Regions from separate parts of the Mus musculus genome. Here regions 1 and 3 are each linked to region 2. Evidence: chromatin contacts called from public Hi-C and HiChIP or PLAC-seq data. All regions are on one chromosome and are shown on one strand. The core of a region is the stretch at or near the end of the contact, and the rest is flanking DNA. Distances in the headings are between cores, read along the strand shown.

The links. Hi-C and Micro-C count contacts between places; a contact is called where the count stands out from the background. HiChIP or PLAC-seq counts read pairs in DNA pulled down with a chosen protein or histone mark.
Region 1: a Hi-C map of cerebral cortex shows a contact between it and region 2, with 4 times the contacts expected there. The contact joins two enhancer-like sites. A contact is called at or near these places in 3 of 15 datasets of contacts at CTCF or cohesin (embryonic stem cells, pro-B cells and stem cell-derived epiblast-like cells), 49 of 484 Hi-C or Micro-C datasets (the N1E-115 cell line, Sertoli cells, bone marrow-derived macrophages and 29 more) and 8 of 115 datasets of contacts at active chromatin or transcription factors (astrocytes, bone marrow-derived macrophages, embryonic basal ganglia and 5 more).
Region 3: a contact with region 2 is called in an H3K4me3 HiChIP or PLAC-seq map of bone marrow-derived macrophages, with 5 times the contacts expected there. The contact joins two enhancer-like sites. A contact is called at or near these places in 1 of 484 Hi-C or Micro-C datasets (bone marrow-derived macrophages) and 2 of 115 datasets of contacts at active chromatin or transcription factors (bone marrow-derived macrophages and embryonic basal ganglia).

Annotation. Positions count from the first base shown.
Region 1 is chr16:97,270,111-97,274,054 of GRCm38.p6, reverse strand. No RefSeq gene overlaps it. Among named protein-coding and RNA genes, the nearest start is that of Bace2, 85 kb to the left of the region's middle. Within about 2 kb of position 1,589, at least 38 of the 459 cell types and tissues checked have an H3K27ac peak or open chromatin away from gene starts, as enhancers often do. A contact at or near this core is called in bone marrow-derived macrophages, brain, cerebral cortex and 1 more, where this site is marked.
Region 2 is chr16:96,842,584-96,846,201 of GRCm38.p6, reverse strand. The region is part of intron 3 of Dscam (DS cell adhesion molecule); the gene reads left to right. Among named protein-coding and RNA genes, the nearest start is that of Gm32432, 38 kb to the left of the region's middle. RefSeq lists an enhancer at 1-602. Within about 2 kb of position 2,266, at least 33 of the 459 cell types and tissues checked have an H3K27ac peak or open chromatin away from gene starts, as enhancers often do. A contact at or near this core is called in bone marrow-derived macrophages, brain, cerebral cortex and 1 more, where this site is marked.
Region 3 is chr16:97,240,039-97,243,655 of GRCm38.p6, reverse strand. No RefSeq gene overlaps it. Among named protein-coding and RNA genes, the nearest start is that of Dscam, 71 kb to the right of the region's middle. Within about 2 kb of position 1,820, at least 30 of the 459 cell types and tissues checked have an H3K27ac peak or open chromatin away from gene starts, as enhancers often do. A contact at or near this core is called in bone marrow-derived macrophages, where this site is marked.

The sequences.
Region 1 (3,944 bases), core at 340-2,839, 430 kb before region 2:
CTATGGAGCCTCTTCAGTAAAATAGAAATAGATTCTCTGTATAACCCAGCGTTTCCACCCCTGGAAATATATCCAGGGGAAATGTAATCCGTCTGTGGAAGAGACACCTGTAAATCTATGATTATTGCTGCACTACCCACAACAGCCAGATTGCTTATTAACATGGGTGAATAACTAAACAAGTGGATAAAGAAATTGTGACTTTAGTGGAATACTATTTAGATTAGACATAGAAAGAATACAGCCCTGTCATTTGTGGCAAGATGGATGAAACTGGAAGGCATTGTGTTAAATAAAATAAGCCAGATGCAGAAAAAAAAAAGTGCTGTCTGCATTCTATATGCAACTTTGCCTTAGTGGTCAGAGGACCTGAGTTCAAATCCCCAGCACCCATGGAAATTATGGCAATTTTTTAAAGTCCAGCACATAAAATGTGAAAACAGAGAATCGTTGGAGTAATCCTGGCTAGCTAGACCAACTCTGGGCATGAGTGGAAAAACTGCCTCAAAATAAAATGTGATGAAGGGCATTGTTTGCTCTTGCAGAGGATCCGAGTTTGATTCCCAACACCTACATCAGGACGTTCACAGCACCTACGTCAGGAGTTCACAGCTACCTGTAACTCCAGCTCCAGGAGATCTGATGCCTGGGGCCTCCACTGGCATTGCAGGCATGTGCTCAACCCCCATACACACATACTCATAACTAAAAATAAAATATGTCTTAAACAAAAAGTGAAGAGTGATTGAGGAAGACACCTGATGCGCTCATGATGTGCATACACAGGTGCATGTGCACACATATGCACCTGTGCCCATATACACATGTTCCTGCACATATGTGAACATGTATGCTGTACACACTGCACCTATAAAATAGAATACAATTAAAACAAAAAAGAAAAGTCAAATTTTATAAATGGAGACAGGATTTGATCAGTGCCCACTGTAGCCCTGAGCAGGGACATCACACTGTAACATGCTATTAAAAAGGAAGGAAGGAAAAAAAAAAAAACAAAAAAAAACAAAAGAAAAAAAAAACGATTTAAAGAGCCGAGCAGGGTGGCGCACGCCTTTAATCCCAGCACTTGGGAGGCAGAGGCAGGCGGATTTCTGAGTTCGAGGCCAGCCTGGTCTACAAAGTGAGTTCCAGGACAGCCAGGGCTACACAGAGAAACCCTGTCTCGAAAAAACAAAAAAGGGGGGTGGGGAGAGAGGGAGGGAGGGAGGGAGGGAGGGAGGGAGGGAGAGAGAGAGAGAGAGAGAGAGAGAGAGAGAGAGAGAGAGAGAGAGAGAGAGAGAGAGAGAGAGAGAAACTTGAAGAGGAATTCCTGCAGTCAACATCACAGAATACTATCCACCCACCCACCTTACAATTCCCTGTTCTGTGTATATTTCAGAACCACAGAGATTTAGATGCCATGTGAAAGAGAGGAACCAGATGTGAAATATCCTGGCAGAGAGGGCTGTCTGGGCCACCTTTTGCTTTCGATAAGAGAGGAAATAGGGTGGACTATGAAGGATCAGGAAGCCGCTGATGGCCAGGTGTACCCTGCATTTCAGGAAACAACCAGCAGGTGGCGGAGAAGCATGGCTCCCTCCTGTGTCTGCAGAGAAGAGCAGAGCTGCGCAGCTGCAGGGGCTGCAGAGCTGTGCAGGGGAGCCTGGCTCGGGAGCCCAAGCAAGAAATGACCCGTGGGAGCTCCCGTCTTTCTTCTGTGCTCTTGAAGCCAACTTGTCCTGAACGCTGGCTTTCTGCCAAACCTCGTTCAGCTACGTGCAAGTGCACTCCTGGACTACGGGGGTTCCTAAGCCTCTCCCACCTTCCAGCTGACCTGTTTATTCCAGAACAGGTTCTTTCTGCTCACTTCCCTGATATGCAGAGTCCATCTTCCTTCTACCTTCATTAAAAATTCAAAATCAAACATTATAAAATAATGCCACTGCCTTCGGGAGGGTGCCTGCTGTGGCTTTTCTATTTATTTATTTTTCTTTCCTTTACACCTGATTTGTGAGATTGTTATAAAAAGGGCTCTGAGCCAGACCAACGACATCAAATAAATGCTAGCATGGGTAATCAAAATGCCTGAGTTCCCGAGGCACCCAGAGGTGCTGTCCTAGTTAGGGGTCTGTTAGGCACTCTTCAGGACGTTGTCACCCATGCTGGACAGCAGAACAATTGGCTGTGTTGTTACATCCTCAGATTGTCTCTAATTTTGTACATTCTGGGATTGCCCTGTCAGAAAGGATTCAGTCATTGTGCTTTGTTAGGGGCACGAGATGACACCAATATGATTTCCAACCCTAGTCTCACCTCTCCCTGCAAGTCTGCCCTACCCCTTCCTGTCACCTAATTAGCATGTACCCGCTCGAGAGGGGTTGGCGCCAGACTCGGGCTTACACCTGCGCTGATGTTGTTTATGATTATGACAACGGCACACCGGAAACCGGCGCCATCTTAGAGTTGGCTTCCTACGTGTGTGTGTGTGTGTGTGTGTGTGTGTGTGTGTGTGTGTGTGTAGGATAGTAGAACTTAGAACATTGCATGTACTAGGCAAGTGCTCTACCACCAAGCCACACCCTACTGGCCAGTGTTTGTCTCTCTCTGTCTGGCTTGCTGTCGTCTTTCATCTGATTGCACAAATTGCAACATTTCCTTTTTCTTATGGATGGGACTATTCCATCAGTGTAATACATAAAGTACATTTCATGTTTTCTCTTTTATTTCATATGTGTATGCATATATGTATAAGTGTGTGTAAGTGTGTATGCATATGTCTGTGTGTGTGTATGTGTGTGTATGTTTGTGTGTGTATTTGTGTGGTTGTGTGTGCATGTGTGACCCGTGGTACATATGTGAAAGTCAGGTGACAACTTGTAGGAACTGGTGTTCTCCTTTCTCCATGTGAGTCCTGTGGCTCAAACAGTTCAGTGGGATTAGCCACAAGCACCACTACCTACTGAGATATTTCACTGGCCCCTATTTTCTTTATCAACTCTTCTGCTAACAAACACCCAGGCAGCTCCTACACTTGGTCCATCCTGCAGCTGCTTTGATGCCAGTAGGAGTAGGTTGCAAATATTGGTGTGTAGTACATGTTATGTATAAACCCAGCAGTGGGATTTGCTGAGTCACACCACAGGTTGTTTTTAAAGTATGAAGAAACTATTCTGTTTCCTGCAGAGACCACAGCACTTTAAATACCCGTAAAGTGTAAAGGTTCTAATTTTTCCACCTCACCGTCTATTCTTACCTTTTATCTCCTTGGCAACAGCATCCGGAGGTGTGGGATGGTATCTGGTGGTCTGAATGAGAAACGTCCCCACAGGTTCAGGTGTTTGAATGCTTTGTCCCCAGTTGGTGAAGCTGTTTGGGGAGGTTATGGAACCTTTAGGATGTTCAGGCTTGCTGGAGGAAGTGTGTCACGGGGAGCCACCTTTAGTGGTGCTCCACTTCCTGTTCTCTCTGTCTGCTTCCTGTATGGGATGAAAATGTCATCAGCCAGTGTCTTGTTCCTGCTTCCAAGCTCTCCTTGTCTGTTGCCAGGCCTTTCTCGCCATGATGGAATTTTATATTTATAAACATTTTCTCCCATTCTGTGGGTCACCTAACACTTCGTGGTTGTCAGTTTCCCCTGTGGAAACTTATTAGTTGAATGATGTCTAAGTGTTTGGGTTTTTTTTGTTTTGTTTTTGTTTTTGCTTTTTAATTTTCATGGCTGGAGAGTGGCCCAGCCAATAAAATACTTGTCCTGCAAGCATGAGGACCCGAGTTCAGGTCCCTAGGACCCATGTAAACCCAAGCATGGCAGCTTATCTCTATAACCCCAGCAATGGGGAAGTGGAGATACGAGCCCCCCACCCCCCGGGCTCATCGGCAGGAAGCCTAGTGGAATTGATGAGTTCCAAGTTCAGTGAGAGACCTTGTCCCGAAGAGTGACTTGT
Region 2 (3,618 bases), core at 1,017-3,516:
AGCCTGGGCTGTGCCTGGGCTGCCTCAATGTCACCCTTCCGCCCTTCCTTGACATCACAGTTTACAACCTTCTGGTGAGGGGAGGTCACTGCCTGAACCAGAATGCCTTATTTCCTGATCTTATTATTATTATTTTGTGTGTGTGTGGGGGGGCACCTCAGATTTGTTCTTCCTGAATACCCAGCCATTTAATACAAGGTAAACAGGAAAGGACAGGAACAGGAAGGAAAAGAGAAGCTGCTGTCACAGGCCAATGGTGATGCAGTTGGTGCAAAGTCAGGCAGGAAGGAAGCGGCCACAGCTGAGCGGGGATAAGGAGGTGGGAACATGGCTGCTTAGGTGTTTAGAAAGCAGGGATGACAAAGATGGAAGAAATGTTGAAAGTGTTTCTCTCTGCTACATCCATGCCCACCAGTGGGCTAGCCTGGAAAACAAGAGAAATTAGGCCACCTTTGACACGTCTGTGCCACCCTAGCCTTCCTGATCCTCCTGTGTCTCCAAGTTACCAGGGCTTTGTAATGCATATGCTGTGAGCCACACCCACTGACTCCTCTTGGAGCAGACTGCCCCAGTCAGTGTCTGTGATAGCAAGGAATGGGGGCATAAGAAAGAGAATGTAGTCTGCTCCTCCCCCAACTCACTTCAGTATCTGCTACTTCTGTACCTCTGTTCATTTGCATATGTAAATTTATATTTATATATGCACATATATAGTACATTATGTATCATATAGATTACCTTGAAGATCTTTCCAGAACTTTGGCAATTCTACCTTACTATCCTTTTTAACCACTATGAGTATGAGCTTACTAATTAACTCAATACCCCTAAATTTCATTCTACTCTTTCTGAAGTGTCAGAAAGAGTATTTTGAGTTATATTTTTATATAGCTAAATCTATGAATTTACTTAGGACAGAGCCTTTGGAGAGGACCCACTGGGTTGAAGTATAGGGAGTACTTACAACTAAAAATAATCACACAAGTGGTTCCCCAGGAATGTTTCGCCAGTTTATATGCCATAAGACATGTTTATTTCCCTCTACCCCCCACCAAGATTACGTATTCTCAAATATCTTTAGAATTTTCTAGTCTCCTGGATGGAAATAGCATGCTTTAATTGACATCAATGCAGTTGACTTCTAACTGGGCTTTGTCCAGAAATGGAGGAAGATGAGTTGCTTTCTTTGTATTTTCAGAAAATTGACACTTTCACAACATCAAATCATCTGTTCTTAGAACATGTGGCATATTTCCATTTAGCCTAGTCTTTGATTTTGTCCTGGGGAATAGTTGAGAGTGTCTTTTAAGTGTACATTATACATTGATAGCTGTTGCAAGCAGGTTATTTAATGTTATGGCTAATGGAGGATCTTGCATAGTTAGATTGTGACACAGCCCAGATTTTCCCACACTTCATGCAACAGTACTCCCAGGGAAATAGCATCATCCTGGTGTGACCCTGGAAAGCCAGACTGTAAGCACCATGGACACCCCGGGCTATGCAGTAGAAAACACAGGGCTGAGGCTACAGTGGCCAGTGTGGCTTTCCAAAGTCCTCCCCTCTGGTGCCTCTTGTCACTGCCCTGGGCTCTTTGTCTCCTGCCTCTTCCTCTCACTCCCCTCACAGGAGTCTTTGAAACAGGCTGTTCCTCCAAGTGCAGATCAGCTCCTGAGCAGGCTGCTTCAGTCAGCCATGTTGTCAGGATTTCCATTGGTCCTCAGGTATTTCTGTGCCTGAACTTTCACATCCTATCACGGAGCATCAGGCCCTCTCACCCATGGGATTCGTCCTGAGGTAGTCCACTACAATGACCTTGTTTCCAAATAACGGCAAAGTCAGAGAACTTAAAAATATGTTAGGCAGAGAATGTTTTAGCTGTACCTTCATACCAGCCATCTTAAGCCACCACCCCTCCTTCAGCTCTCTCAGATAAAAGCTGCCAATGCAGTTCTTCAAGGGGCCATTGTCCCCAGGCTGTTCTCTGGGGTCCCATCTGCAGCTCCTGCTGGTGGCTCTAACACAGAGAATGGAGGGCATAGCAGAGCCCTGCCAGGAGTCTAATTCCTCTCTGACCTACATCTGAACTAAGAGAAATTGAGAGCTTGAAAGTCACCCTATTTCCCCTTCTAATTTCGTTAATGCTATTTGAGCGTTCCAGTTTCTAAAACGTTATATATTCATTTCCAGGATCATCACATAACACTCTAGACTGAGAACTTAGATTCTTACTCCAGTCTCCTGACTTTTCAACACTGCTGTGCAAGCCATCTTGAGGAACCATCATGCGGGGGTGCGGCTGTCAGTGCGAGGTGGCAGGCACAGCCTAGACAGGTTCTTTATGTGGCGTTACCAGGCGACATCTGATTAGCAGAGCCATCTGCTCTTTTAATTATTATTGGCTCAGTTCAGACAGAAGTAGCAAGGGATAAAGAAAGCAAACTGAGGAAATAGTTTGGAGTAAAAAAGAAAAAAATCAAGCATGCTTTTCAAATCTTCTTTTGAACATTCTGCAGTCTCTATTGAAGACCTAACCCAGCTGCACAGCAAAAACTTGAGTGTCTAATGAAAGAATAATTAGCATCAAAATCCTAAAATGTGTTTGCTTTCAGGTAATAGAGTGAGATTATTCCAGGAGAGGGGCAAAGCACTTTTCATGGTCTGTACATGAGGAAATAATCACGTTGGAATCTAAAATGATATGTCATAGCTTTTTCTCTTTTTACCATACATGTATATGTGTATGTGGAATATGTGTGCCTATTTGCATGTAGTGGTCATACACTTATGCTGGTGTATGTGTATGTGTGCACATATGTGTGGAGCCTCCAGGTTGATGCCAACTGTCTTCTTGATCACTGTACAGTGTGTTTTGTTTTGCTTTGTTGTTTTGTTTTGTGAGACAAGATCTCTCACTGAACCTGATGCTTGTGGATTCTGGCTACTGAAGCTAGCCAGCCTGCCCTGGGATTCCCTATCTCTGCCTTCTGAGTACTAGAATAACAGGCAGCTAGCACATCTGCTTGGTGTGGGTTCTGGAGATCCAAACTTTAGTCCTCATGCTTTTCTGGCAAACTCTTCACTACTGAGCTGTTCCCTCATTTAAGAAAGCATTCTGAATATGGATATGATGACAGACTTCCTCATATGAGTATCGATTTAACAAGTACTCTTGGAGGATATAATGATGAGTCATTGTGAGTAATGGAGATGAGAGGTTGAACAGTATGCAATGTTGTCTTGTTATTCTACATGAAGGAGAGGGACATCGAGCCAATATCATATTCGTGAACAACATACATTCCCATCAAGATATGATAAAGCTCAGCCTGGGTAAAATGAGGCCATGGGTATAGAGAATGTGGGCAACACTGCTAAAAACTTAAATCTAGGAGCTGAGACTAGAAATGTACTAAAAGAGGTATCAAGAGAGAGAATGGGACTCAAAGTTCTGAGAGGGTTCAAGCCTGATAGGGGAGAAAGGAATAGAGGTGAGTCTACAGAGTTGTGATCACAGTATGAATCTTAATAGGCAGCACATATGACCTGGTGTGGTGGGACTGTATCCTGACACCTAGGGGTGGCCTAGTGCGGTGGGATTCCATAACAACATCTAAG
Region 3 (3,617 bases), core at 571-3,070, 400 kb before region 2:
GTATATGTATAGTTCTTTACTTGTAAATGTTCATTGCAATGAGTCATTGATCTGGTCTGAGGCCTCTGACTCCTGCTACACTATCAATACTAGATCCTCATCGGGACTCCTCTAGGATAAGGATATCCTGTTGTTGCCCTGTGTCATGGAGATTCTGCAGCTTTGGATCTGTAGGACTGGCCCCTTCATGCATTCCCACCATTCAAAGATGGGGTAGATGTTGGGCTGGGCCAATTCAAAGTCCTGGATTTTGGCCTGGGTGGTAGCTGAGTTGATCAGTCTGCCAGCTCTCCCATACCCACATCACTAGGCTGAACTGTCTAGTCCTGCCCCAGCTAACTCACTTAATGCAAAAGCTAGCAAGGAGCAGAGCTATCTCTCTTGCTCTCATGCCCTTGGGGGTGGCTTACCTGTACCCACACCAGCAGGATTCAGCTTGTTGTGTTGTCCAGGTAAGGGGCAGGGCATACTCTCCCAAGTGCTGAAACTGGTGAGAGGCCAGGCCAGCTTTCCCACATGCCATACACAGGGAGGGCATCTCTCCCTTGCCCACACCATTGCATGGCAGACAAGTGCCAGGGTCATGTCTCTGACCCTGGAGCCAACTCTCTAGCCTGCTACAGGAGGTAAGAGGCAAGGGGTGGGGAAGGGGTGAGGGATCCATCCATATGCCTGATTTTATTTTCAATGCTAAAACAACACCTGAGACTCAGTAATTAAATAGGGATAGAAATTTATTTTCTCAGAGTTATGGAGATTGAGAAGTCCAAGTTATAAGGACATTGGCAAAAGTCCTCTTTCTGTCACATCTCATGATAGATGGGGACAAGGTCAAGAGGGCAGGTGAAGAAACCCACTCTCACAATATTCTTTCATAGAGAGATACCAGCTCCTTATGACCTATACACTCCCCACTGTAGAGATGGTCTCCATGCCACAAGGCGTTGGAGGAAGTTAAATTAGACACTTGATTAATGCTGTGCCTAGGGAGCAGAGATATTTGATTATGGTAGGCAGAGGTGTGAATTCACCATTTTTTTCTCACTAACTTAAGGGGGGAAGGGTTAATTTTGACCCAGGAATTTGAGTGTCAGTTCCAGCATAGTGGAGAAGTCATGGCAGCAAGAACATGAGGCACCTGGTCACACTGTATCTGTAGTTAGGAGACACACACACACACACACACACACACACAGAGAGAGAGAGAGAGAGAGAGAGAGAGAGAGAGAGAGGGAGGGAGAGAGGGAGAGAGAGAGCACAGAGGGAGAGAGAGAGTTGACATACAGAGAGAGAGAACACAGAGAGATGACACAGAGACAAACATAGACACACGGAGAGAGAGAGATCAAGAGAGACAGAGATAACACACAGAGATGACACATAGAGAGAGACAGAGAGGAAGAGAAAGGACACAGAGATAGGGAAAGGGAGAGAGAGAGAGAGAGAGAGAGAGAGAGAGAGAAAGAGAGAGAGGACATACACAGAGAGATAACACAGAGAAAGATGACACAGAGAGAGATTGAGAGAGACAGCAATAACACACACACAGAGATGACACAGACATATATATGTCTTTTTGCTCTCTTCTTTGTATGAAGTCCATACCCCAGCCCCTTGGACAGTGTCACCCACATTTAGGGTGTGTCTTCCCATCTCATTGACCCCAGTCTATAAACTCCATCACAGACATGCACAGAGGTTTGTCTCCAAGTGAATCTAGATCTTGTCAAGTTGCCAATCAATATTAACCATGGCAGGATGTAACTGAAGGAGATGTGGAAAGAGGAAGGATATGGGCTAACCAAGTTATTTAGGTTTTACTGTGAGCACAAAAGAGTCTGAACCCACAGCCCAGGAAAGCAAGTGTCTGAGAGGAGATGGTGGGGTACAGATTCAAGACACAAGTGGAGACACCATGCTCAGCCTCCAAGGGAAGCCCCTCATGACTGTGGTCTCTTCCAGCCTCTCTGATTGTGAAAGAAAATGAGATTTTGTATCTTGTGATTCATGTAAAAGAGTTGTCTATGAGCCCCCAACCTGGGGCTGAGAACAAAGCAGAACAGACAGGGCTGTTGTTAAGACATTCCTAAGAACAGCTTGATTGTACAAGCAGGGCTATCTTGTCTGGGTCAACAACACCTGGCCGGAACCTCCCCTCTGTCTACTGCCCCTTGATACCAGGTAAAGTCATACATCAACTGGTTGCTATGTGAATAAAGATAAGCCCCCAGCCCACAGGAACAAAGTCCTGATGCCCTGTAATCTTTCTGTTAATGTTTGAATAAGCCAATAGTGTGTCGCTATGCTGAATTCCACACCCCTAAACCCCTTACCCCATAAAAACCCCTAGCTTTCGAGCCTCGTGGCTGACATCCATTATCTCCTATTATCTCCTATGTGGAATGCATGTCGGTCCGGAGCTCTGTAATTAAACGTCCTCATGTATTTACATCAAGATGGTAGTCTGTTTGTGATTCTTGGGTGCACGCCAAATCAGGAGTTGAGTGGGGGTTTCCCCCTCTAGGTTCTATCAATTGAAGCCGTCACTCACACATGAGAGAGGTATAGAGACAGTGATGTCACATGGACCTGTCACACAATAATTTTCCATCTTCATTCCCCTTGAATATGTACACTGTAGTACAATGGCTACATCATGTGGTAGTTCTATTTTTTTTTACAAAAATAAACATTTAAAATATTTATTTATTTTATTTCATGTGTGTGATTCTTTTGCTTGTATGTGTATTCTATATGTGCCTGATGCCTGTTGGTGCTATTTTTTTAAAAGGTATTTTATTCAGTTTTTATACCTCTATCTCTTTCCAACCCTCCAGCACTAGATAGGAGATAAAGAAGGTTTGAGGGAAAAGGGGGAATAGATCTTTATAGACTACTTCCTGGTGATTAGGGGCATAGGTAACTTGAGGCAAGTCCAATCTCTGTAGTCAGAATATCCAGCAACCCAGCAATCCAGCAATAGCAAATGCAGCAGGAACCAGCAGCAACACAGACCAGCAGCAGTAGGAACCAGCTGCAGTGACCACAGGCCACGAATCTTTCCCATTCATACCCTATCCAGAGTCCCCAGAATTAAACTATCTGCAGCTGGTAAAAAGCCACACCCCTGCTAATGCAGGAGGCAAAACATAATCACCTGCTGTGAAGCAGCCTCTAACCGCACACATGGGATTAAAACAAAAACATATAACTGTGTTTTGAAAGAAACCAACCTAATGCTTGATCAGTGGATCAACGGGAGAGGAAGTGTACAAGTACACAGCGGAGTGCTGGTACAGATGCATCTGCACTGTGCTAAGTGAAATGAGCCATCACAGGAAAGATAAATGCTTCGTGATCTCACTCACAGGGGAAGTAGACTCTCCAGGAGGTGGAAGTAGAATAGGGCTCTGCAGAGGCTGCATGGTGCAGGAGAAAAGGATGTGGGAAGGGGCTGGGTCATGGGCACCTTGTTCCAGTTAGGCAGGAGCACGAGGCGTCCACTGCATGGAAGGGGATGAGGAACAGCATAGAACACACGTGGGAAGCCTGTGCAGATTTGAAGATCCCCATTACGAATAGCTCTAATTTTATTATTTTATATAACCCTAATTTTA